Linked DNA regions of Mus musculus: all the other regions are linked to region 2. Evidence: chromatin contacts called from public Hi-C, Micro-C and promoter capture Hi-C data. All regions are on one chromosome and are shown on one strand. Each heading gives the region's core, a stretch centred on a gene start, on an enhancer-like site or on the middle of the called end of the contact. The rest is flanking DNA. Distances are from core to core; before and after follow the strand shown. Region 1 holds the start of Slc39a13 (solute carrier family 39 (metal ion transporter), member 13). Region 2 holds the start of P2rx3 (purinergic receptor P2X, ligand-gated ion channel, 3). Region 3 holds the start of Rbm45 (RNA binding motif protein 45). Region 4 holds the start of Itprid2 (ITPR interacting domain containing 2). Region 5 holds the start of Hsd17b12 (hydroxysteroid (17-beta) dehydrogenase 12).

Region 1 (4,949 bases), core at 1,914-4,413, 6.0 Mb after region 2:
GGTAGGCAGTTGTGAGCCACCTGACACGAGTGCTGGCAATCACACCTGGATCTGTGCTCTCAACAGCTGAGCCGCCTCTCCAGCTCCGGCCTTCCTTTTTATTTGTTTGAGAAAGGATAGCAGAGGCTGGCCTCTGCCTGGCTGAGTACTTGAAGATGGCCTTGAGCTTCTGACTCCTGTCTTCACTCAAGTGTGTGCTATCACATCCAGTGTGGTATGCAGTGTGGGCACTGAGCTGCTGGACACAGAACCACTATACTACATCCCTAGCCCTTATACCACTAACCAAAACTGGGCACGGACGGGGGGGGGGGGGCTGCAGCACTTGCTCACCTCTGCACCTAGGGTCCACCATGAGCCTTTACACACCTGCCCCTTCCTTGTGCCAGGCAGTCCTCCAAGTGCTTCATCTATGATCTATGAAGTTAGTATGTTCATTTGGGGGAGTTGGGACTTAAACCCAGGCCTTGAACGTGTTAGGTAAGCATTCTAAAGTTCATTTCTTTTTAAAGATTTATTTATTTTATGTAAGTACACTGTAGCTGTCTTCAGACACATCAGAAGAGGGCATCGGATCTCATTACAGATGGTTGTGAGCCACCATGTGGTTGCTGGGATTTGAACTCAGGACCTTCAGAAGAGCAGTCAGTGCTCTTAACCACTGAGCCATCTCTCCAACCCCCACCCTAACCCCTGCAAGCATTCTACTACTAAATGACATGCTCAGCCTTATTATCCCTACTTTGTTTGTTTGTTTGTTTTTGTTTTTGTTTTTGTTTTTTCGAGACAGGGTTTCTCTGTATAGTCCTGGCTGTCCTGGAACTCACTCTGTAGATCAGGCTGTCCTTGAACTCAGAAATCTGCCTGCCTCTGCCTCCCAAGTGCTGGGATTAAAGGCGTGTGCCACCACTGCCCGGCCTTATTATCCCCATTTTAAAGTCTGACAGACTGAGGCAGAGTGAGGTTAAGTAAATTGCCATGTTCTACATAGTTGGTGGGTGGCAGAGCCATGATTTGAGCCCAGGTAGTATGGCAGCCATATTGCCAGCCATTCTTCATAACGAGTCTGGGGAATGTTTGTTGATTGAAATAATAAACAGATGCATGCATGAGTGAACAAATGAATATGTATACCCTATGCGCACAGGACCAAGGTGACACTGGACTCCATGCTAGGCATACTATGTCTGGTGTACCTGGTACATGAGACCTGGCATTTCCCCAGAGCCGGCAGCAGGTTCCCTCCCCTCTGATCCTCAGCTGCTGAAGGGCCACTCACCTTCTGACTGTAACAGGGTCCCCATCTCCAGGGGAATGACCAGCAAGGGGAAAACCCCACTGAGCCCAACCATGAGAGAGCCCAAGAGGGAGCAGATCCAGGTGTCCAGTCGCTCCCCACTCAGCAAAGCCCCCCAGGACTCGCTTTCTTTATTATCCAGGCGACAGGCAGCTGCAGCCCCCAGGCTCCGGAGGGCTGGCTGGGAACCTCCAGCCCTTTCCAGGAGCTCCAGGGCAAGGACAGTGAGGAAGAGGAGCCTTTGGCCTGCCATACCACAGCCAGGGCAGGGACATCCAGGCATGCCGGGCGCTAGAAAACACAAAGACTGCTCACGTGAGCTGCCTCCCTGGACCACACACCCCACTTAGGAAGCACAGCGTCTCTTCCCACCTCTCAACCGGCCATGGCATCCCCCTCCTGCTCACTCTGCAGCGGAAACAATCCCCAGGGTGGGTGCACGGAGCACCCTCTGCCCATCTACACGTCTCCCAAGAACCACACATATTTTCCTTCTGAGCTGGCTCCAGCCTATGTGTCAATGTGTCCGCCTGAGGCTAAACTTTCCTTAATGACTGGGTGAGGCACTGGCTGGGCTCCTTCAGCCACCGGAGGAGGGACCATCCCTGTTGGGTGCCTCTAGCTGCCAGGAGAGGCTTGGCTGCCAGAATGTGCCGGTAAAGACACCCCAGGGTCTAAAGCCAGCACTGTTTAGCTTGATGGCGTGGTACAAAGAAACACAGGTGGGGAAACTGAGTCATAGTCCAAACCTCTTCCTCCTAAATGATCTTATTCTTGGGCACCAAGAGACAAGAGGTGGGGCTGAAGAGAAGAGATGCCTCACAGTTGCCAGAGCCAGAGGCTGTGGTAACTAACTTATGGCTAATTAATTTGGTGCTCTAGATTGTTAACTGACTGTAGTCCCTTATGAGCCTGAGCCTCAGTGTCCTCATCAGGGAATGGATGAGGTAACAGAGCTCCCTAACAGCGATGAATATGAGGTGAACTTGACAATGCAGGTAGCTGCTGGCATCGAGGAGGGAATGCAAGTCCTCTGAATGCCAGGGGAGGTCTGAAGCACTCGCAGAAGGAATGTGCTCTGCAGACTGATGGCAGCCGGATGGGGATGTGAGTCAACCAAGCCAGAAGTTCAATCTGGAAAGTTTAAATGTGATCTGCCCCGTCTTCTACTGGCTGTGACCTTGAAACTGCCTCAGTTTCCTCATCTGCCAATGGATGTTAAGAGAGAAATCATCGGTCTCTGATTGGTGGGCTACAAGCCTATGTCTGGAATCTTCAGGCCATAATTAGTGACCCCTGCCCCAGCCCTCCCCGACCCCTCGCGGCCGCCACTGCCAACACCAGCACAAACAAACGAGCAAAGCTTCACTGGGACCAAGGCAGGCCCTCGCCAGGCCAAGACCTTAGCGGGTCATGCAGAGGCAAGGGGGGACCACAGGTTCAGCAGAGAAGTATGGGGTATGGAGAGAAAGGAGAAAGCAAGAGAAAGGAAAGTCAATAAAATGAGCTAGAATGTCTGGTGGAAGGAGAAGACAAGAAGCGGGGCAGCAGGGAGGGCTGAGGGGCAGAGCGTGGGACGTCAGAGGTAAAGAGCCAAAGAGCAGGCAAGTTCAACTCCTAAACTGAGGACGAGTCGCGACAGGTTTGGGAACTGACACGGTCCATCCCGCCCCGGACGCCGGCCTGAGGGTCCAGCGATCACTCACCGCGCAGTGGCAGAGGTGGCAGCGGCAGCAGATGCAGCGCTCCGGGCGGGCCCGGCCATCCAGCTGCAGTGTCGCGCCCCGCCCCGCTCTGCCTCGCCCGGCCCCACCACTAGGCCCCCAGCCCGGAGCCACCCCCGGCGTGCAGCCACGTCACACGGGACAGTCCGGAACCCGACGCGCGCGGCTCCGGGGGGCTAGACGGAGCGACGGCGGGGGAGGCGCTTCCGCCTCATACCATGGGGGACCCGCGCGGTCAGCGCACTTCCGCTCGGGGCGGATTCTGGGGCTGCGGGGAGAGTAGGACGGAAGTGGGTACCCTCGTGGGCATCGCGTTTAGCCAAGTTAAGCTAGGGTGAGGGCGGCACCCACGCGGGAACCGGGATCAACAGGGCGGCGGGGCTTCAGTGTGGCGTCCTTCTGAGGATGCAGTTCCAGCAGTGGCCACACGGGGGCGCGCACGGCTGCCAAACCGCTCCGTCCCGGGACGAGAGCAGGGCTATGGCTCTCTGAGTCAGCAGGCCTGGCTCCTCCATGAGCTAGGGAAAGGGGAAGTGCCTGCCGCAAGGAGGGGCCTGGCTCTGGGTACCTCAGAAGAGGGAATTTTATTCTTACTCATCGAATTATTTTTATGCTTTGGTTTTTCACTTGGAACCTCAGGCCACCGTCTCCAGGACTGTAACCCTTTGAAGTCCAGTACACGTTTCTAGAGCCTGTGCCCTGGAATTTCAAGCCAGGATACAACAAAGGACTTGGTGTTCTCTTACCCTGACAAAGCTGTACCTGAACTCTTAGACCGAAGGAGCAGTTAGTGGCAATAACAATGGCTACAGTTCTCTGATCTAGGGTAGCCCTTTACTGACCATTTACTCAGTAATCAGTGTTAACTTTACCAAATCGTTTTTATCTTTCAGGTGGGTACTGACTGTTGACCTAGGGTCAGACATATGTCACACATATGGCAGAGGCGGAATTCAACTTGGATGTACCTCTCCCTAGGGCGTGCGATGGCCACCTCATGTCTAAGCTGGAGCTAAGGTGTGGATGTGGCCTAACACCCCCCACTCCTTTGCGATCCGATACATGTTTGCATCCTTCTCTGGGAATCAGCCAGTAACTGACATGGAAGACATTCAGCAGAGGCCGAATGAGTGCTCCCCTGGGCTGGCTGTGACAGAGTGAGGGGCTCATTAGTCCTCACCTACCATTGCGGCTCTCTATGGTCCCTTGTTCCTTCTGGGCGCTCCGAGAGCAGACCGAACTCACACATCACAGTTGATGCCCTACCTCACAGTGTGTGTTTGTGTGTGTGGTTGTTGTTGTTGTTGTCGTTTTACTTTGAGATTGGTTCTATGTAGCCCTAACCCCCTGCCTGTTCTGGAACTTTCTATGTAGATGTGGCTGACTTTGAACCTACAGAGATCTGCCTACTTCTACCTCCTCAGTGCTAGAATTAAATACGTGTGCCACCACTCTTGGTTTATTTATTTATATATTTTTGACATAAGGTCTCATGTAGACTACCCCTAAACTTATTATATAGCAGAGAATGACCTGGAACCTGTGGACTGCCTGGATAGATGTGCCCTCCTACATCCAGTTTATGCAGTGCTGACAGCCTGGGCATTGTGTGTGCCAGGCAAGTACTCTATCAACTACAACCCCAGCCTTTTATACCCCTCCCTCCACCCTCCAACCCTGAGTCAAAGTTTCTCTGTATAGCCCTGGCTGTCCTGCAACTCCATTTAGAGACCAGACTGGCTTTGAACTCACAGAGATCTGCCTGCTTCTGCTTCCCGAGTGCTGGGATTAAAGGCCTGTACCATCACACCTGCCTAATATAACACGCATGCTTCCTAGACTTCCAGCGCCTTCCAAATACTCCTGTCTGGCTCGCCTCGCCAACCCTGTAAGTCTCCCAGGATGGGCTTCTAAGCCCTTCTGCAAGC
Region 2 (4,797 bases), core at 2,230-4,729:
CACCACCACATCAAATATCCCTTCAAGGGGCAGACAGGCCAGGTGGCTCAGTGGGGAAAGGTACTTGCTGCCAAGCTTAAGGACCTGAGTTCCATCTTTGGAACTCACATGATGGAAGGAGAGAACTGATTTCACCCCCTACACTCCCACCCCACAGTTCTCTTACCTCTACACATACCCATGCTCCACGCCCCTAAAGGAACAAAATAAAATGAAAAAAAAAAAAAAGAACAAAACTTTAGAATTCTATTGAGGTAGTGTTAGCTTCTCCGGTAAGCTTTCCTACATCCGATCCTACTCTTAATCCTTGGGCACATCAGACTGCTCAGATCTGATTATAGTGCTCTTCCTCAGTCTCAGCCCCCCCCCCCCAAATGGTTGAACAGTGTCAGTAACTTCCTTCTCGTTCTTTACGTTTCTGTGGAAACAAAAGCTCTTGGTTCTCACAGGATGCCAGGCCTGACCTCTGAGTTCCCAGGGACCTTTTTCTACACTCTAGCCTCTACTGCTCTACACTCCTTTTCTTCTTCCCACAGACCAGGCTCTTCCCCTCCACAGATGTGGGTTCTTTGCCTTACGTGGACTTCTCCCTGGTTGCTTCTACCCATCCTTCAGAACCTGGACACTGCATTTCCAGAAAACTCACCTCAGTTTTCAGATGAAGCCAAAGTGACTCCACAGCGGCAGCTTTTCAGGTGTTGTGCACGTTTTAGAAGCCATTGAAACTTTCCATTTGTTTGTGAGGATCACTGGGTTAGTATCAACTTCTTGCTCTATTCACGGTATGATGCTCACAGGATAAAGACCCTGTCTGCTTCTGCCCATTGCTCTACCCTCACTGTACAATAATGCCTGACATGAAGAGACGCTTGATGCACTTTTGCTAAATTAATCACAATGCATTCATGAAGTCACATGGTGTTTGTGCTCCTATAAACAGAGATGGGCTTGGGCCAGGGGGCTGGGCTGTTGAGTGTGCTGATGAAACTGTGAGGCACTGTTGCACAGGGAGCTGTCAGGATAGGAGATGGATGGGGTTGTATATCAAGATGCCAAAGAGCCTCTCTCATGCTCCCTTGAGCAGACTGGACTCAAAACCCCAGCATTGGAGGATTCAATCTGATTCTGATGAGAGGGCAGCCAAGAGCAGTGCAGAGCTAAGGGGGCTTAGCCATCTAGGAGATGGCTGTCTCTGTCTTCCATCAACGTCCTGCCTGGAGCCAGGAGAGCCAGGCCAGGTTAGGAATGTGCTGAAAAGCTTTTTCTTTCATTTGGACCAATATACCATCCTGTGGCTATCAACAATCAAGGCACTGAATATATATGTGCACACAGAAGGCTTAAGAACCAGCTGAGGATGTAGCTCAGTTGACAGAGTGCTGACCTAATATGCACAAAGTCCTGGGTTCAGCCAGCCATAAAAATGGATGTGGTGGCCCACACCTGCAATTCAGCACTAGGAGGATTAAGAATTCAAGGTCACCTTCACCTGTGTAGTAAGTCCATAACCTTGGATAGATGAGACTTTGTCTCCAAAACAAAAGCTAACCAACTAGCCAACCAAAAAAAAAAAAAAACAAAAAACCAGTTTTGAGCCAAATTTGGAGAAAGGGACATGGAACATCTAAACATTTCTCACAAAACTTCAACATAGGAAAGTAGCTTCAAGGCCATTTAATCCGACTCCATAGCTTGAATTCCTTCTGATGTCCCCACAATGCTATACTAAAGCCTACAGACTCTCATCAAACCCAAGGAACAGAACTATGAAAAACCACATCTGCCCATCTATCTATCTACTCCCACCTTTCAGCTCCAGCTGCAAGCACACAGGACATACTCTTTGATTTGCCTGAATTAACTCATGATCTAGTCAGTGGCTGTCTTTCACAAACAGACTCATCGTTTCAAGGAACGGCAAGCGACCACAGACCCACAAGCCAGGAAAGAAAACCCTTGAGGTTTCTGCCTGCATTTCCTGGTGCCAACCAGTGTGTAGAAATGACCGCAAGAAGGACAGACCCGTGCTTTCCTCCCAGCCATTGTTTGCCAAAGTCCCTTTGTATGTGTGCAGGAGGGCGGTGTTGGGATCTGGCTGGTCCTTGAGCAACCCCTAGCATGTGTCTTATGACACAGAGTGAGGCGAGAATTTATGCTGTTTAACAATAGGTATCATTTCTGCATTCCTGGGGAAAAGCCCCACACTAAGTCAGAAAAGGTACCTTTCTCTTGGGCAGGTCTTCCCTTGAGTGTGTCTGTGCCTCTGTCTAGCTTGGGGGGCAGTTCTCCTGCTCTCCAAGAACAGATGTCTCTTGCTTTTTAACCTCTCACCATCTAGCCCTATGACAAGAAGAAATTCCTAAGTCTACATTAAAGCCAGCTCTCCCCTTTCCTCTCTAGCTGGTTCTTCTTCCACACATCAGCCCATCTCCCTGGTTTTCATTCCTCCTTCCTGCGTTCCTTTATCTTTCTGGGACTCTAAAGACTCAATGGAGGGGAATGGGGAAATGTGGGGAGGGGTCTGACTTGGTTTTTGTTTTTGTTTTGGTCTGGGAAGATGGACCATATGGGTCCTTTCTTAACCAGGGAATGGACTCATATTCTTGGCGTATGTGTCTAGAATCCTGGAAGAGATTCTGGGTAAAATAATGCACCTGAGACGGGTCTAGATGGGAGTGGCAGAGGCCAATCCTGAGGACATGGCTCCCACAAATCAAAGTGTTTCCCAGAGAAGAGGGTCTAGGAGCTGCAGAGCAGCCTTGGGAGAGGGAGGGAAGGACATCAGGTAGCCCTTCTGTCCCACCATCCGAAGGACCATGGACTCACCCCACAAAGTAGGAGATAATCAGCAGCTGAACGGCTCGGTTGATGATCCCAATGGTCCAGCTTTTCACAACCACCGACTTGGTAGTCTCGTAGGTGAAGAAGTCTGATATACAGTTCATACTGAGAAAGTGCTCACAGCCACCCAGAAAGGCTGTGGATGCAGCCCAAGGAGAGAAAAGACCTCAGGACTGGGAGACAGAGATCAAGAACTGGAGTGGGCTGCTTAATGGGGCTTGAGGAAAAGAGCCAGTTCCTATAAGCCAGGCAACTGTAGTCCAGTGCCTCGTCTCTCCTCTTGACACTCTAGAAGCCAACAGTCCAGGGCCAGGGCGGTGGACCACCTTTTTATTCATCTTCACTCCACTCCCCTGTGATGTCACAGCAGGGGTGGGGTCTCCAATCCCGGGCTCCAGATTGCCTGAGATGCAGCTGGCTAGGGCCCTCTGGGACTTATGTTTCATCTGCACTCTGTCTACTGTTTCTATTCTGTTCTCTTACGCGGCATCTCTATCCCAGCTCACCAGCTGCTTTGTATTCTCCAAAGCCCCTTGTAACTGCCCACTCTTGAGTTAGCTCATCTGCCTGAGCCAAGAACTCCACTCTTGAGTGTCTGTCGATTTCTATCTAATAGCACAAATAGGGAGAAAGGGTTCTTGACAGTTCTGTGTCTCCTGGGAGGAAGACACGCATTTCTTACCATCTCCTCCTCTCTGCCCTCCAGCATCTCATTATGTTGTCTAACTTGTTATGTTGCCATGTTTCAAATTCACAATCCTCCTGCCCCAGTCTTTGAGTGTTGTGATTACAGATTTGTAATACTACAAAGCGGAAAGTCGCTTATTTCTAACTCTAGTTGGTTGCAACTCTTCAAGTTGCACAGAAATTACTGAACTCCCTCTCTTTTTAAACCCCGAAGTTATTAAAATCTTTTGTTAGGGTATGTGCTCCTAAGAGGCTGGGCTATTTTAACGATCTTCAACAGTTTTGTCAGATCCTAGAAACGTGCTGCATTAATAGGTTTTCATTATGTCTTAAGCCCAGTTTGACTTAGCTAAATAGTGCTAGCAATGATAGTGGTTAAAGCCACAAGCACCGAATGACAAAACACATTTTTATCTATATCATATCCCAGGACTGAGTTAGCAAGTCAGTGCAGTGATATTTCAGGGAAACTGTGGGCTTATCCTGTCTTTGTGTAGGACATATGCTAGCAATCACTCTAAACCCTGAACCCTCATGATTATAAAAGGCTGATGTTAAAGAGTCTGTGTTCTAGGTTCCAGTTTTGATGGTAATGGACTGACACCCAGTCGCAAATCTTTTGTGGTCTCATTTTTCTCATCTGTAAAATGAGATAAACTCAAGCATCTCTGTCAGACCTGGCTTCAGATTTTGCAAGATGCACTCCGGTGCTATGTGAGGCCATCCGGGCTTCTGCCAACGTAGGCTGATGTGATTTCAAGTAAGTTCTAGCTCAAAGGTAAATCCGACACCACCACTTGAATTTAATGCAGCCATCTGCTAGGCTCTTCCTGAGAACCCACAAATTAGGGATATGGACAGGATAGTGTTGGGGGTAGGTGAACTCACTGCAGAAAGGATCTGATCTACTTGCCAGGGTACAGCTGGAAAGCAAGCACAATCGCCGACACCCGCATCTCCTTTGCAGCTAGTGGGGCTACACCTCTGTATTTTTCTTGTTCAACAGACTCCTTCCCAGATTATTTCACAGGAGGGAGGGGCGTGCATGATTCCAACAAACATACAAACCTGAACACCTAATAAAACCGCATAATTTCCCTTCGGAATCTAGTCTTTGAAGAGCAGCTTGTAACTTTCTAAAGAGTGTTCCCGTTTTCTAGTCAAGAATTCAGCCGCGTGGGATTCCATAGCAAGCCTCTCGCTTTAGCCGACCAGGGGGAGTGCCGACGCTCTAGGCGAATGTACCCGTTGGTCGGCCCGGATGATGCC
Region 3 (5,529 bases), core at 518-3,017, 8.7 Mb before region 2:
TGGATGACTTCACTAATTATGCCTGACACCTGCTCTATTTAGTATGTAACATTATTTCTACTCCGCAGTAGAGAATCTCACAAGAGTCAGTGATGGTTCTTTCTCCAGCCCTGAGTCTCTAGCTCCTGGCATGCATGACTGATGCACAATAAACATGGATGTGTTTGACTTCATAGATGGCCCGATCTTAGCAGCCTCGGTATGGGCATTTTAGGAGGTGCGTCCCTAGCCCAGCTCTGCGATTCCTGTGCTACTAAAGGCTAACCCAGTCCTTTGTCCTAAATGCCTGTTCACCTCATCACCAAGGTTCACTAATATGCCGTGGAAGCCAGTGGGCATTTCGCACTTTGCTTGGGCCCTCTAATTTCTCGTAGTTCTCAGATGTGCATCCATCACTCTCCCTGCTCGTGCATCTTGGATGGGCTGCGGTAGCTGCGTAGATCACACACACAGCTGCCTCTGGGCCTGGTTCTGTTACCTGTGCATCTTAACTTTGAGCCTCAGATTTCCTCATCTCTAAAAATAGGGATAAGGATTCCATGGTTGTAAAAGGCTCCTTTCAGCCATCAGACTCTATGGTTTTAACTCTTAGTATTCTATTGCTGCGAAGAGACACCATGACCACGGTAACTCTTATAAAGGAAAGCATTTCACTGGGGCTGGCTTACACTTTCAGAGGTTGAGTCCACCGTCATCATGGCGGGAAGGATAGCAGCAGGCAGAGATAATAGTGCTGGAGAAGCCGCTGGAAGTTCTACCTCCAGGTCCAAAGACAAGAGGGAAAGAAGGCACTGCTACTGAAACTCCCAAAGCTCAACCTCACACTTCCTACAAGGCCACACCCACTCTAACTAGGCCACACCCATCCTAACAAGGCCACGCCAAAACGGTGATGAAGACTGTGTTTTCACCAAAATTTCAGACAAACTCCCCCCAGGTCTTCTGCTTGACTAGATCCAACTTCCAGCTTTCTGTTCTAGGGGAATCTAATTGGAGGACAAATCCTGATAAGTCAGTTTCGCCATAATTCTTATCCTTGATGTCTGACTGCTGTTAATGTCTTTTTTTTTTTTTTTTTTTTTTTTTTTGGTTTTTCGAAACAGGGGTTCTCTGTATAGCCCTGGCTGTCCTGGAACTCACTTTGTAGACCAGGCTGGCCTCAAACTCAGAAATCCACCTGCTGCTGCATCCCAAGTGCTGGGATTAAAGGCGTGCGCCACCACTGCCCGGCTGTTAATGTTTTATTACTTATCAACTTATCACTTATCTACAGCCTAAGTTCTGGGAAGCAGATCTACTGAGAGTCTCTCTTACCCCGCGATCTTCAGTAATTGTCCTTATACTAACTCATATTGTACTGTCCTCCATTTATCTTACTGGAACCAAGTCCAGTCTCTCCCCCTTACTGCAAGACCCCAACGCAATGGTCCTTTGTACCTGTCTCTATGGACCATTTTGAGTGAAGCCTGCCTGCTTTTTGTATATTTTTGGTGTGGTGCTTTTGCTGACCTCAAATTTACTATGTAGCCCAGGAGGCCTCAAATGTAGCAATCTGATTACAGGCTTAGTAGAAGCCAGCTTTGGGAAGGCTTAAGAATCAGGCAGGTGGATCTTTTTAGCCACAGGGCAAAGTGGTTTGCATAAACCCATTCTTGGTTTTCCCTGGGACTGAAGATTTGAGATTGCTGAGTCCACCGTGGCACCAGGGGGCGCTGCAGAATGTTCCCGGAAGCCCGCAGACCTCACTGCGGGACGCACCTGCTTTCCGGCTCTCGGCTCTTCCGGAAGCGGAGCTGCTTACCGGCGTGGGGCGAGACGGGGAGCTGCCGGGAAGCGGCCGGGAAGCGGCCGAGAACCTGCCGGGTGAACAGGGCCTGCAGGGGGGCTGCGCCTGGGTCCCGCGTGGGGCGCCATGGACGACGCCGGCGGCTTGGGAGGCAGCGGAGGATTCCGCCCGGGCGTAGACAGCCTGGATGAGCCGCCCAACAGCCGCATTTTTCTAGTGATCAGCAAGCACACATCCGAATTGGTGCTGAGGGAGCGCTTCTCGCCCTTCGGAGACATCCAGGACATCTGGGTGGTGCGCGACAAGCACACTAAGGAGTCCAAGGGCGTGGCCTTCGTCAAGTTCGCGCGCAGCTCACAGGCCTGCCGGGCAATGGAGGAGATGCACGGACAGTGCCTGGGTCCCAGCGACACCAAGCCCATCAAGGTGCGGGGCTGAGGTGCCTGGTTTAGGGTGTGTGAGGTAGAGATGCCCAGGTTGGGGTGTTTGGGATATGGGTGCCCGGGGTTGAGGGTGCTCGCGAGGGTGACGGCGGTATGGGTTGGGGTCTCTCCCGCCCCTTTGCTGCGCCGGGGATGCTGTGCATCTGGTAGGAGAGGGGTTGGATTCTGCACGCACCGTGAGTGTGCCGAGGATGGCTTGGAGGAGCGGATCCCCGGCCTCTGGCCAAAGGAGCCTCTTACCCTGGGAACAGATTGGGTAGCCACATCCAAGGATAGCACAACTGTGGCTGACCTCGTAAGTCAGTCAACCTCCTGTCCCCGTCTTCCTGTCTATTGTGAAAACTTTTCTGAGCTTCCTCTCTCGAACACTGTAATTACCTTCGCGACTAGAAAATTTAGTTTTAGGGTTTTTTTTCCTCGTGTATTTTACTTTTACAAAGCTTGAAGGATCTCTTAAGTAAAAAAAAAATTACAGCACCATGCCTATAAACAGAAAATTATCAAAGTAAAAGTATTTTGTGACAAGCTATGCTATACTGGAAAGGGGCAAACCTAGAAAACGGTGCAAGGTGTGGGGGAATTCTGGTTTGGGTTTTGTAAGAATACCATTTACGAGTGTTCATGGACTGTGGGCTAGAGTGTCTCCAGCCCCTCTTCTATGCTGCACCTGGGCATGGGGAGGGGAGTTAGAGGGTAGTAGGGGCAGAGAAAGGCAGAGGGAGAGGAGGAGGGGGAGGGAAAGAAGAAGGAGCAGGAGGAAGAAGAAGAAGAGAGAAAGAAAAGGAAGAAGAAAGAAGAGGCCAGCCATGAGCACGTAGAGAAGGGGAAATAAATGGGGGCGGGGGGAGAGCAAGGGAGGAACGGGGTTAAAATTTTTGAGAACAAGGTGTGTGCTAGGTCATTCATGTGCGCTATATAGATACAGTCATTAATCAGGGGACTTTATAAGCTCTTTAGGCTCGAAAATTTAGAAATTTGTGATCTGATGGTATCCCCGCTCTTATTTATCCAAGGTTCCCCTTTTATCTACTATTTGTGTTTTCTTTCGAGTTTCTCTTGTATGTTTCTTTGGCTATTTCATTACCGGTGTGTTGATTAAATTAACTTAGAGTTGCCCATTTCTTCTAATACCGTTGGCAGTGCTTGACATATGGTGGGTATTACTGAAGAAATAACTAAAATAGACCACCTAGGGATATGCCTCTAACTCTGTCTTGTAAGTAGGGTCCTTTGCCTCTATAGCAAGCTGTCTCCTGAGCAAAGGTAAGCTCTCCTTCTCCTGGACCCAGTGTTCTCTTCCACAAAAGTACACAGTGTCGTGGTTTTTATATTCGGTGTCTTTTGAGTTTCTGCCTCCTGCAGTGTTCCGTTTTCCATGGTTTTCTCACACTTCAGTGATACACACTGCCCTCCTTAAAGGAAACACACACACACACAGAGCACCCCTCATGGGTCCTTGTGAATAAGGTGTTCCATATTACCTGAAGGCCTGCCTGGCCTACAGACAGAGTTAAACTGTAGCCAGGGTTATAAAGTAATATGCTTAAGGAATACACAGCGTTATTCTGAAGGCTTTATATGTTTCTTAGGTTTTCATTGCCCAGTCCCGATCATCAGGAAGTCACAGGGATGTTGAAGATGAAGAACTCACGAGAATCTTTGTTATGATACCAAAGTCCTATACAGAAGAAGACCTGCGGGAGAAGTTCAAGGTACTTTTGTGTTATCATCATAGCTCCGCCCTCAACATTGTTATTAACAGTCACTAACAGCTGGACGATTGTAATGAGAGTTCATCATAAGATCTAGGTTGAGAAAATGAAGTGCAAACGCTGAGTATTTTCATTAAGACTACACAGCTATAGGTGATAGCACTAAAATATAAGCCCTCTCTGCCCCCAGAGCCTGCTCTCAAAATTCCAAAGCACTGGTTGGTTCTCATTTATCTTGCCCCTCCACAGAGTGAGTCACCGGCCTGAGCACGTGAGCTGTGCTGGCTAATTCTGATCATGGCCTGTGCTATGTTGATATCACACTCACTCACAGCTAGCTTTATCCTAAGATTGAGCTTCTCTGTGGGTCACAGTTAAGGGAAAACGTTACAGCTCTGAGCTGCTAATCAGAGAAAATGACTTTGGACAAATAATTTTAAATCTTTGTAGGCAGCAACTATTTGTAGGTTTTTCTCAACAGAAACTCAACACGGTTTTAATTGTTTCGAGGTGGTTGCTTTCTTATGGTATTCTCTTCTGTCTAACCTCTTAACACCGTGAGTTGGAGGTGGGTGACAAGCAAGAAGAAAGAAGCTAGCAGGAAAAAATAGTTTTCATATGTCTTTGGCCCTACTCCAGTTGACCTTCAGAAATAACAGATTCCAAAAATTTGTACTCCATACTTCCTCCAATAGTAAGAAAATGTTTACCTAACTTTTTCTCAGAGAATAATAAAGCACCTTAATCTAAATATATAATAAACTTGTTTACAAGAGAATTTTGTAAAATACATACTAAATGACATAGCATGAGTTTATAAGCCTACGTGTCTTCCAACATTAAACATTACTGTGTGTTTCTCCCAAACACTAATTTTCTGAGTAGACTATTATGTTCTGCTTTGAACTGATCCTCAAAAGAGCATCCAGTCAGTCATTCACGATGCTGCTGGAGACACGTAAACATTTTCAACAGATACTGCTGCGTATTGAGCGTCTCCTAGACTCTTAAGCGTTTAATCTGGATCAGTCCATTTAACCTTTCGCAGTCCAGTGAGGTCAGAGGTGCTGAAGATGCTGACAGAGGAGAGTAAACTGCCTGGCTACTGAGTGGTTGAGCTAGGGCTGAATCTCAGAATCCCAGTTCCAGAGCACGCCCACCTGTCTACTGAGTGAGACAGTGTGGACAAGCCTTTCTCTCCCAGTTTAGTTTCTCTGTGGCTTAGGCAAGATTTCTATAGGCTCAGCTTCATTGTCTGTCAAATCAGCAGTATAGAATGTGTGTGTCACCTTGAAGGATTGCATTGTTTGCACGCACGAGACACAAATACGTATAATTTTCAGTCTTGGACTATCTTATTCAATTGTGAGTCTCCTAAGGTCATCTCTTTTGACTCTTGTAGGTGTATGGAGATATCGAGTATTGCAGCATTATTAAGAATAAAGTCACTGGAGAAAGTAAAGGCTTGGGCTACGTGCGCTATTTAAAACCATCACAAGCTGCCCAGGCAATAGAAAACTGTGATAGAAGTAAGAATGGGCTTTTAAAGTTTTATTTTATGTGTTTGGTGGTTGTGCCTACATGTACA
Region 4 (5,046 bases), core at 1,597-4,096, 5.4 Mb before region 2:
AAGTAGATCTTATTTTCTAATTTTGAGGCCTATGTTAAAGTTAGAATTTTTATATTATATATCACTTATTATTGAAGCTTTTCCACCTGAAATTTTGTTATTTAATCAGAGTATGTTTTCTGTTCTCCCCTGAATTCATTAAGCTTTTAAGGAACATTTACATAAAAATGGAAATAGAAGAAGCTATTCATTAGTATTAGAATATTCCTCCATATGAAATCGACTTATTTTTGTGTTTTTCAACATAATAACTGCAATGGCCCTAATAAATACCTACTTCAGTTTTTAAAACCCTTGCAGTAACTTGGTAAGGTAGTTATGATTGCAGTTTCACATACGAAGAAAATGATATCCAGAGAGATCAGTTATGTGTAAAAATAGAAGGAAAACATTCAACTTTAGTCTGATACCAAAAGCCTTCCTCTTTCCACTCTACCTTGTTAGGTTAAATTGTCCATTAATATAACTATATTTCTCTTCTTCATAAGCATCAACAAATGAGACAATATTCTTAATTCAGAGTTTATAGTTGCTATACTCTAATTATACTTTCTGGGCTTACTTCCCTTTTTCTTTGACTGTGATTGAATGACCTATAAATTAGAAGCCATACTTCATTACTGCCTTTCCCCAGAATTCTTTGTTCTCTAAAAGTACAAGCAAAGCTAATTAAAAAAAAATAAGCATTGGAGAAAAAACGCAAAGCAGACAAAACCCGAGTTTGTCTCATTTAAAGAAGAACAATAGCAACGGACATCTTGCCTCAAGAGTAGGCAGTATTCTATGTAGACTCAGCATTGTATTGTGGATACATGAAAGATATGAAAATATGGTCCATAATCTCTCATGTTTACAAAGTGGCTGGTAAACTAAACATATTGTCTGGATCTGATCATATTATTTACTGCTTAATCCATTCCCCTCAATGAACAGCGTGTACATTCTGTTGTACATCAAGGAACTGTAAATAGGATGTGATCATGACTGGGGGAGCCACAGAGTGAAGACATCCCGGATCAGCTGGTTCATGCAGGCAGTAGACAGAACAGGAATGATTTAAAAAGCAAGGACAGAGAACCAGCCACAGCACATGGATGTGTCAGAGTGGAAGTTGGAGACAGCAAATGGATGGGACAGAATCCAACAGGGCCCTGGATAAAACTACTGGAGCCAGTGTCCTCTACAGCCTTTGACCAACCACACCAACACTTCTTTAGGCACTTTCTTTTCATCTGTCTCATATTCCACAGGCAGCTGCATTGGAAGGATATGAAAGAGGTACCTTCATCCTTAATATAGAGCTCCTGAAAGTCTAAGACATATTAATAACTAAATGATCCCTTACCAGTGAAAGGTCAAGTCACTGAGTTGCTGGTACCATCCTTGTAGCTCCCCTTACAGTTCACTGTAAGTGCAGGAGGGCCATGATAATGCTGGGATGGCTCCGGGAAGCCAGCTTGGATTTTGGAATTGGTCTTGGGGATATTGATAAACCATCAGGAGTTGTTGTTTCTATCAATGATTAATGATATATTGGGAACTATCAAACATATGGACCATGCTAGAAAGAAGTAAGGACCAAAGACAGGAAGGTCCCTGTGCTACTTTAAAGATGAATAGATTATGTGCAAAGGCCTGCACAAGAAACTAGGTTCCATCTCATCTCAAGGACACTACATTCTGTGTTCCAAAAACTATTTCCTTCATTTATGAATGCACACTTAACTTGGACTTTTATGAACTGCAAATATCTATTTCAAGTGGAAAATTTCTTCCTTAAAATATTATTTATGTAAAAATGTCCTTTTTAGTCAAGAAAAAGCATAAAAATAGACCAAAGCAAAAAACTATTCTCACTTTGCTTGCAGAGTTCAATAAAATGTTGGAAGCTTTCTATATTGTCTGTAGATGGTTTAGGACATTCACTGTTTGATATGTAACACTTTGTCTCAATCTGGATAGAATTTTAATCTTTTTTTCCTCATAGGAAATACAAGTATGATAAAGGGGACGGAGGAAGCTGGGATTTAAGAATTGTTTCAGAAGCTTGGCATGACCTGCTTCTTGTTACATCTTCTAAGTCCCAAATCCAAGCAGTTAGCTTTCTTTATACTCCCAGGTCGCTTTCTTCACTTCCTTTTTTTTTTTTTTTTGTCTGCAGCTTCAATGTGACATACCCACTTTTTTCTCACTGGATTTTCATACCTCACATAACCAGGACACACAGGTTTCTCAAAATGTGCGAGCAACACCAAGGTAAGCTTTGACAAGCTGACAGTACAATCTCACGTCTCTTTCATCCTTGCCCAATCCTGTAGGCATCCTACACTGATTAAGTCTCAGCAGCCCAGTCACTTGTTTGCACGCGGGGGCGTTTTATGAGACTTGGCCTTGGCACTTTACCTCTATTTCTGGACGAGAGAGGAGTTGAGAGAAGGAAAAGCTGTAAAGCAAACAAACAAACAAATCTGGCTCTTTCCTGAGGCCACCGCGAAGGGGCGGTTCGGCTCCTAGCCCGTCAGGACGTGCCCCGCCCCAACTCTCGTCCTCACCTCCCGGCAAGACCGCCACCGGAAGAGGGCGTGGCCTCCGTCGTGGGCGTGGCGCACAGCTGCGAGAGGCTGGACTGTGCATTAGCGGGGGCGTGGCTAGAAAGGGGGCAGGGCGGGGTCTTAGAGTAGGCGGGACCGGGCCGGGCGGGCGCTCGGCGCCTACCCGGCTTGCCGGAGCCACTCGCGCTCCTGCGCCCCGCCAGGCCGGGTTCACGTGAAGCGCCGGCCCTCCGCCCCTCCCTCCCTTCCTTCCCTCCCCCCCTCCCTGTCCCCTCCTCCTGCGGCGCCCGCTCTGGCTCCCCCGGGCCCCCTGCCCGGCTGGGCGCTGACAGCAGCGGCGGGGGTCCCCGCAGCCGCCGCTGTGTCCCGCGCAGGCTCGGGCTGGGCCCGCGGAGCCCCCGGCGCGGCCATGAACCGACCCCTGTCGGCGGAGGCGGAGGAGGAACTGGAGTGGCAAGTGGCGAGTCGCAGGAGGAAGGCCTGGGCCAAGTGCCGCAGCTCCTGGCAGGCGTCGGAGACCGAGGATCTGTCCACAGAGACGACGACGCAGGACGAGGACGAGGACGACGAGGAGGACCTCCCAGGCACGAAGCTGCCGGCACCCGCGGGGCGAGGTCGGTGCGCGGGACAGGGACGTGCGATCAGGGAGGTGGCGTGCTCCGTGCCACCGGGCGCGGGGACCGGACGCCCCCGAACTTTAAATGCGCGCGTGACCCGCGCTTCAGCTCCAGCATGTGCACCTGGCTGCCGGCTGGCTCCCCTGGGTCGGGCGCCGGGAAGGCTCTCGGAGGCTACGGGTTGCCAGGGCAGATTCTCCTGCAAGGGAGTGTCAGGATGGCACAGCCTCTGAGTACTTATGTTTGGGGTCTTTAACGAGCTGTCCCTTCGCTCTACTCCCGCAGGAAACGTGCCCAACGAGAAGATCGCGATATGGCTCAAAGACTGCCGGTAAGTAAAGCGGGGGTTGCCTGGGGGAGAAGCGAGGGGGTTCGACTTCGTCTCTGGGTCCCGTGGTCACTGTAAGCTAGGAACCGGAAAGTGAGCCGGCCGATAGCTTCCTTCTAGAAGCGATTAGAACTGGAAGTGCTGTGGCCGCTGATTATTTGGTGACCGAGTTGACGACTTCAGCAGTCCGGGCATGATGTCAGCAGCAGATCAGAAACTAAAACAGGTCACAGTGATGCTACTTTGGCTGGTCGTGCTTTCTCTTGAAATAATTTTGATGTTTCACAGAACCTTTTATTTTTCTTTATTTTGGCATCTGCATATCTGGCATAGAATCATTTTCCTTTCAAACGTGTTATAGACGAGTTTAATTTACTTAGCTACACTAACTGGGGTTTAATTTGTGTTGTGTGCCTTAGGTCTCTCTGGGGACCTATTAAAACTAGCCAACTTGCTCCTTGGAGTTTAAGTCCTGGGACAGGGTTTTGTCAGATGGCATTGGAATTCGCAGAAGGAAATGGAGCTTTGAAGGCATTCATACTTTATGAGTCTGTTTAGTTACATACTTTGGCAACCTGCACAAAAATGTTTGATAAAATACAGAGGAGATGGGTTTTATTACAAGTAAATTTGACTAAAGTAAAATGTGTTTTACTTCTATTTTTTCCCCCAGTTTATTTGCTCTTTGAAAAACCTTGTGTGTGAAGACTATAACTTTTAAACTTTGGTTGGCATTTGCTTCTGGGCATATTATTGTTTTCGCAAATTATGTTTATCCTAGGGATTATTTGGTTGTTGGTTTTTTTTTTTTTTTCTGTTTCTTTTTGAAAGCTACTCACATATGGAATTATTTTTTTTTTTTTTCCCTGTAAAGACCAATAGCTGTCTCTGTCTTAGTTCATAACTGGAGCCATACTGATTGTTAGCTGCAGAATTTTACTTAGGCATCATAGACTCGTCTGAAATATTATGGGATGTATAGGCATTCCTTTTAAAGATGCACAGAGGCAAATACATTGCTTCAAGACATCTTTAGGTTAACCATCAGCCTCTTTTAACCCCTTGATTTTCAGATGACAAGAATATGGCCTTTACAAAGCACAGTACTATACTGTGTGCCAGGGGCTCGCCATCAAACAGTGTTAGATTAGAAGGCTGAGATTTTTAAATGTACATCTTCAGAACTTTCTAGGAGAGAACTTACAAAGCAGCATCTCTGACGTTTCCACATCAAGGAGGGAACGGAGTAGTCTGTCCTTGCGTTTATTCAGGACTTTAAAGTTTACATCTTGGTCTCATTTAAAATCCACTCCTTAATATGTTATTGGCTTACACTGAAAACAGGTCTTAAAATTTCTAGCGTTTTTATCTCAAGGGGATAGTCGAAGGATTTTTCTTTTTCAAATGTAAGAACAAGAGAAAAATCACATTTCAAAAATGATATATAGGAATTGAGATTGTAGAAGAAATCATATCAAGGAGATGGAAAATAAAAACAGTTTTTAGATAAATGAAGTAGTCTAATGCTAACACTGACCAGGACTCAGGA
Region 5 (5,269 bases), core at 1,539-4,038, 9.1 Mb after region 2:
TTTCCAAATGTATCCTTATCTACAAATAGCATTTAGTGGCATTGGAACCGATCTACACTAATTTATTTGCTTATACAATCTAAACTTAATAATTTTATTATCCTATTAATTCAACAATTATGTCCTAGTTTGCTTTCAACTACTATGATAAAGACCATGACCAAAAACAACTTAGAGAAAGATCACAGACCATGGAAGAAAGTCAGAGTAGGATGCAAAGCAGGAACCTGGAGGCAGAAACTGAAGCAGAGGCCATGCAGGAATGCTCACTTGCTCTTCTTGACTAAGTGTTTTATACAGTCCAGGGTCCAGGGATGGTCCAGCCTACATCAATCCCTAATAGGCAGAATGCCCTCACAGACCTGCCTACAGGCCAATCTGATGAGTGCATTTTCTCAACTTAAATGTCCTCCTCCCAGATGACCCAGGCTTATGCCAAGTTGACAAAAACTGAACCACTACTAATTTCTACAGAATAAACTATTTAACTGTCTATAGAGAAGAAGATAAATTAACATCACGGACTGAAATTAGAGCACCCTAAGAATGCTTCCCACTAGCATGTATTTACAGATCACCCAGGAATGAGCACTCAAGATTGAGACAGCAATCCTGTAAGGGAGAAAACAATGCTGCCTACATATTAGCATTAACCCTACTATCCCAACTCTCCCCAGCTCAATGCCTAACCACAGCTTACCGGGACCCCAGGTGCTGCCTCTGCTAGTCTGTCTTCTACATAGTATGCTACTCCCACCCAACCGCTGCCAAGGAAGAACTCATCTGAATCCTAGTTCTGAAATATCTGAATTTGAAGAGTAAGAAAGTGTTTAAAGATGTAGGTTACATACATATGTTTATGAGTTACAAGTGAGGACTTAGTTTACATTTCCTCGGGGGAGGGGTGCTGTTTTATCTGGGGAGGTGCTATCTGTACCAAAGCATTCATGTGGAGAGAAGTCAGTCTCTCCTCTGTGGATAATCCTGAGCATGGAAATCAGGCTGTCAAGTGTAGGCCAGGTGCCGTTACCTGCTAAGCCATCTTGCTTATCATTTCTTTTGCTTAAGCATTAAAAAAAAAAAAAAAAAAAAAAAAAAAAAAACCAAAACCCCAAACAATTGACCCCAACTATACTTCACTTCCATATGACACCACAGTTCTCTTTCATATCCCAATGTTCTAGGTCAAATTTCTTTTCTAAATCTGCCAGAAATGCTTTCCTAATTTTTACCAGTTTCCCTTTGTCTGGATGGAGCCAAACCTACCTTGAACGTGGCAAACCCTTGACTTTCACTCTGCGTTTTAGACTGTGCAAACAATTTACAATAATAAAGCTAAAGCAACACTGGGCTTTCTTTGCAAGTTTCATTTTATTGGATAACTGATTTCCTATGGGATTACTGTTGCATTGACTTAAAAAAAAATAAAAATAAGCCAACAAACAACTTTTTCCAAGCTGACAACAAAGAAACTGACCAAGTCAATTGTGAAATTATATCATCTGAATCTTAATCACAGCGAGCACTTTTTCCCCCAGGGACTATGAAAAGTGATTTTGGAAAGTTGTATAAAATCACTGTTTGCCCCACATCAAGGAAAGGGGCTCACAAACTCATTTCTACTTGAAATATTTTCTCCTATTATTAGGGTGTTGTCCCAAAAGATTAACTGTCATGTCTTTTCTAAGTCGTTTAAATGTTCTTTAATGAACAGAACAAACCTGAAAAGTAACATGATTTCTGTCCTGTGTTTAGTCCGTAGGCAACCGCACCCCAATATTCTATAAAATGTTTGAGTCGTGAACAGTGAGTTACAAAACACCAGAGAGCCACACATACATCATGATTACATGGGTGTTTGTTTTAAAGCCCTTCTCTCAAAAAATAGAAACAAAGGTGAGAGGGCTGAACTAGGATTTTCTCAACTTCTCTGATACGACCTTCGTTCTCATTTTTAAAATCTGTCAACTGAAAAGAAGAAGGTTCGCGTGTTTTGGTCACTTTTTGTAAAGACATTTTCCGCAAACTCTTGCAAAAAGTACTGAATACGATAGGAAGACTTTGTTTTCCCAGAACAGCGCTTCTTAGTCATTGAAACTCCAGAATAATTTACCAAGATTTCCTCCGACACCGCCTCCACCTCCCCCCTCCCCAAAAGGACTTGTTAAATTACATGAAACAAACCCAATTCAAGTAACTGGAGAATCAAGTTTCCCAAGATCCTAACTTCTGAAATCGTTGTCCCTGCAACCCTTCTTCCTATCTTCACCTATGCTCTCATCCATAGCACAGGGCCAGTTTTCAAGCCAAGTGAAAAACTTTATTTTAAAAAATAAATAAACACTGCAAGGGACACAGCGGACAATGCGCCTGACTCCGGCCGCCTGCCCAGGAGGGCTCCAACAGGACAAGTCCGGGGAGTTAAGAAAGGTCTCCTCCGTGCCCACCAGGCAGCAGCAGGTCAGATCACCCACCCCGCCAGTGCGCTCAGGGTCTGGAGAAGTTTCCGCGCTCCAGAGCGGGCTCGCTGAGCGCGAGCGACAGGGGAACAAGGGCCACAGCGTGGTCGCGGCTTGTGGTTCCACTCACCTGCCCATTCTCCGAGTCGCGGACCGACCAAGGCCTCGTTGCCCACGCACCACACCTGGAAGGCCCTGAAGAGCGAGTACGAGGCTCGCAGGGCCAGGTAGGCAATGGTGCTCGCGCCCACCCAGTACAGGAAGCCGGCCGCCGGGGGAGCGCACTCCATGGCTCGTGACTAGGCCTCACTACTACGGTGAATGGGGAAGGAAAAAAAAAAAAAGAATGAATGGGACGAGGAGGCGGTGCCGCCGTGACGGCGAAGACGCAGCGAATAGACGTGATTTTTTGAACGCTTTAGGTCTAAGACCCGCCTACATAGTCATATCCATGTGTCTATTGGTGACTTCTCTTTCCTGTAAGCGTACTATGTCTCCTATTGGTTAGCCTTCGTTTCGTAGCCCCGCCCACAATCCCCTTCGGCGCGCTCAGAGCCGCATTTCCGTATTAAGACAGTGGCTCGCTCACAAGCCGCTCAACGTTTGGCTCCGCCCACAAGCTTTACCTCGCACCACCGAAGCGCAGGGATCTCTCATTGGCAGAGGCGGCCCTTACGACTGCGGAAGGCTGCGCGCTGATTGGCCAGTGATACCTAACTGGGTTTAGCTCACATTTCAGGAAGGAATGGAACCGGAAAGGGAAGAATATAGTAGAAGTCCGGGAGGAGCTGGAGTAGTGCTTGTGATTACGTCTTAGTAATAACCGCTTTCGGATTGTTAATTCCTCAGACTTTTCAGATGAAGGTTTACGGTTCCCCTTTGTCTGCAGAGCACGCTTTCGCTCCATTTTTTTGAATGACTGCCTTAGCTCCCACAATGAACTTTATACTTGTTCCCAATAATTCGGAATTCCAGAAAACTCTACTGTGTAGTAGCGTTAACAGTTGTAAGATGAATGAAAAGTATCCTACAAGAACAGAGCTTATGGAGCAATTCTGGGAAACTCAAATTTTTTTATTGGACCTGGTCCAGTAAAAACCAAAATCATTTTATTTTTGTTTTGTGGGAGGATATTAAAGAGATATTTGTGTCCTATACTTTTTACTGTAAGACAATCAAAACAATAAAATCAAAACAGGAACCGATTCACCCCCATCAAGGGACTTCATGCTGGGATAAAAGAAAACCTAAAACGTGGGCAAACACTTCCAGAACACCTTACAGGGGAGGCAATGAGGGGCCAGTGGTGAGCTGGCTGGACCACACTTTGACTTGCTTAGATTTATGTTACTCTGGCCCATTCTTAAACCATAACTGCACATCAGAACCTAAAACATGGCTTTGGTGGAAGGTACTGGGTCTCTTTATAACTTTTCCCAAATCTTTTTTTATTCTTTTCTTTTCCTGCTGTTCTGCACTATTAATTTGACTGTTTTAGCTGACTTAGGAAGGACAGGTGACCGAAACTCACTTGTTGATGCACAAGCTGTGGCCCTGACTCTGAAAACAGGCCTTATGCTTGAGCAGCAAATACTTTACCCACCAAGCAATCTCCCCTGCCCTGAAGGGAAGCTTTAAGGGGACACAAAAATCTGATCTCTGGAAGAGCATGGAAGTACTTCAGCGGACAGGGAGACAGACATAAAGTAAACAAATGGAGTCGCTGTTCAGGCTCTACTTAGAGGTCCAGGGGCTCATTCAATATCTCCACTCAAGCTCAATACATTTATTGTTTGTTTTTGTTTTGAGACAGGATGTCAAATATCCTAAGCTGCCTCTACCTCCCAAGGTTTGAGATTCCAGGTATGTGACACCATTTTTTTTTCTTACTTCAGTGCTGGGGATTGAACCCAGAGCTTTACACATGCTAGTCAAGTAGTGTATCAACTGAGCTACATTCTCCACTCAAGCTTAATAAATTTAAAAATAAAACTCCACACCTGCCCTCATATGCCTCTTCTGGTGGCTGGAACAGCAATGCCACTCACAGGCTCCTATGTTTGAAGACTTGGTCAGCAGTTGATAGAACAGTTAGGGAAGGATTAGGAGGTGTGCCCTTGTTGGAGGAGGTGTGTCATTGGGGGTGGGCTTTGAGGTTTCAAAAGTTCATGCCATTCCAACTTAGCATGCTCTCTCTCTCTTCCTCTTGCTTGTGGACTAGATGTGAGCTCTCTGCTGCTTCTCCAGAGTCATTCATGCCTGCCTGCTGCCATGTTCCCTGCCATGTTGTTCATGGACTTGCCCTCTGAAACTGTAAGTAAGTCTCTGATTAAATGCTTTCATTTATAAGTTGCTTTGAACACGTTGTCTCTTCATGGCAATAGAACAGTCACTAAGACACATCTTTACTTTTTCTTCCCCATCTCCTTAGCTGAACCACTCACTACTCATGATTTCTTCGAGATGCAAAACCTGGGGGTTGCCCTTCTTTTCTATTAAATTCTCATAACCAGTTCTACAACAAGGCTTGTTCACTCTGCAAACAAAATATACCATGACAGATTTCTTAGCTCTGTTACTGCCAACTAATGCAAATCTCAAGTGTTTTTATACTAGAATATGGGAAAACGCTTCATTATTAGTCTCTCAGAAGCTGTCTTGGCAAATAACAATTGTTGCTGTAGAATTTCTTTTAAACAATATATAAGAAGCTGGGTATAGTGTTTCATGACTTTAATATCATCATTCTGGAGCCAGAGACATTCAATCTTTGTGAGTTCAAGGCCAGCCTTGTCTATATAGTAATACCT

Evidence for each region. Promoter capture Hi-C pulls out the DNA fragments that hold promoters and counts their contacts. Hi-C and Micro-C count contacts between places; a contact is called where the count stands out from the background.
Region 1: a contact with region 2 is called in a Micro-C map of embryonic stem cells, with 7 times the contacts expected there. The contact joins the promoter of Slc39a13 here to the promoter of P2rx3 in region 2. A contact is called at or near these places in 1 of 39 promoter capture datasets (cranial neural crest) and 1 of 484 Hi-C or Micro-C datasets (embryonic stem cells).
Region 3: a contact with region 2 is called in a Hi-C map of double positive thymocytes, with 9 times the contacts expected there. The contact joins the promoter of Rbm45 here to the promoter of P2rx3 in region 2. A contact is called at or near these places in 2 of 39 promoter capture datasets (liver and pre-B cells) and 4 of 484 Hi-C or Micro-C datasets (CD4 T cells and double positive thymocytes).
Region 4: a contact with region 2 is called in a promoter capture Hi-C map of pre-B cells. The contact joins the promoter of Itprid2 here to the promoter of P2rx3 in region 2. A contact is called at or near these places in 2 of 39 promoter capture datasets (cranial neural crest and pre-B cells) and 1 of 484 Hi-C or Micro-C datasets (CD4 T cells).
Region 5: a Hi-C map of CD8 T cells shows a contact between it and region 2, with 5 times the contacts expected there. The contact joins the promoter of Hsd17b12 here to the promoter of P2rx3 in region 2. A contact is called at or near these places in 1 of 39 promoter capture datasets (pre-B cells) and 2 of 484 Hi-C or Micro-C datasets (CD4 T cells and CD8 T cells).

The regions. Positions count from the first base shown.
Region 1 is chr2:91,067,152-91,072,100 of GRCm38.p6, forward strand. Slc39a13 (solute carrier family 39 (metal ion transporter), member 13) reads right to left here and starts at 3,164. Exons shown (of 10, transcript NM_026721.3): 1 at 3,004-3,164; 2 at 1,280-1,588. The coding sequence starts at 1,580. Gm39874 (predicted gene, 39874) reads left to right here and starts at 3,200. Exons shown (of 2, transcript NR_166131.1): 1 at 3,200-3,355; 2 at 3,915-4,472.
Region 2 is chr2:85,032,355-85,037,151 of GRCm38.p6, forward strand. P2rx3 (purinergic receptor P2X, ligand-gated ion channel, 3) reads right to left here and starts at 3,480. Exons shown (of 12, transcript NM_145526.2): 1 at 2,827-3,480. The coding sequence starts at 2,945. It overlaps Ssrp1 (structure specific recognition protein 1), which reads left to right and starts at 4,766. Exons shown (of 17, transcript NM_182990.4): 1 at 4,766-4,797.
Region 3 is chr2:76,368,217-76,373,745 of GRCm38.p6, forward strand. Rbm45 (RNA binding motif protein 45) reads left to right here and starts at 1,768. Exons shown (of 10, transcript NM_153405.2): 1 at 1,768-2,212; 2 at 3,819-3,941; 3 at 5,344-5,470. The coding sequence starts at 1,913.
Region 4 is chr2:79,632,579-79,637,624 of GRCm38.p6, forward strand. Itprid2 (ITPR interacting domain containing 2) reads left to right here and starts at 2,847. Exons shown (of 18, transcript NM_080558.4): 1 at 2,847-3,166; 2 at 3,455-3,500. The coding sequence starts at 2,962. Gm46751 (a long non-coding RNA gene) reads right to left here and starts at 2,484. Exons shown (of 2, transcript XR_001783386.2): 1 at 2,404-2,484.
Region 5 is chr2:94,155,121-94,160,389 of GRCm38.p6, forward strand. Hsd17b12 (hydroxysteroid (17-beta) dehydrogenase 12) reads right to left here and starts at 2,789. Exons shown (of 11, transcript NM_019657.4): 1 at 2,590-2,789. The coding sequence starts at 2,749. Gm39885 (a long non-coding RNA gene) reads left to right here and starts at 3,044. Exons shown (of 3, transcript XR_866573.3): 1 at 3,044-4,322; 2 at 4,681-4,772.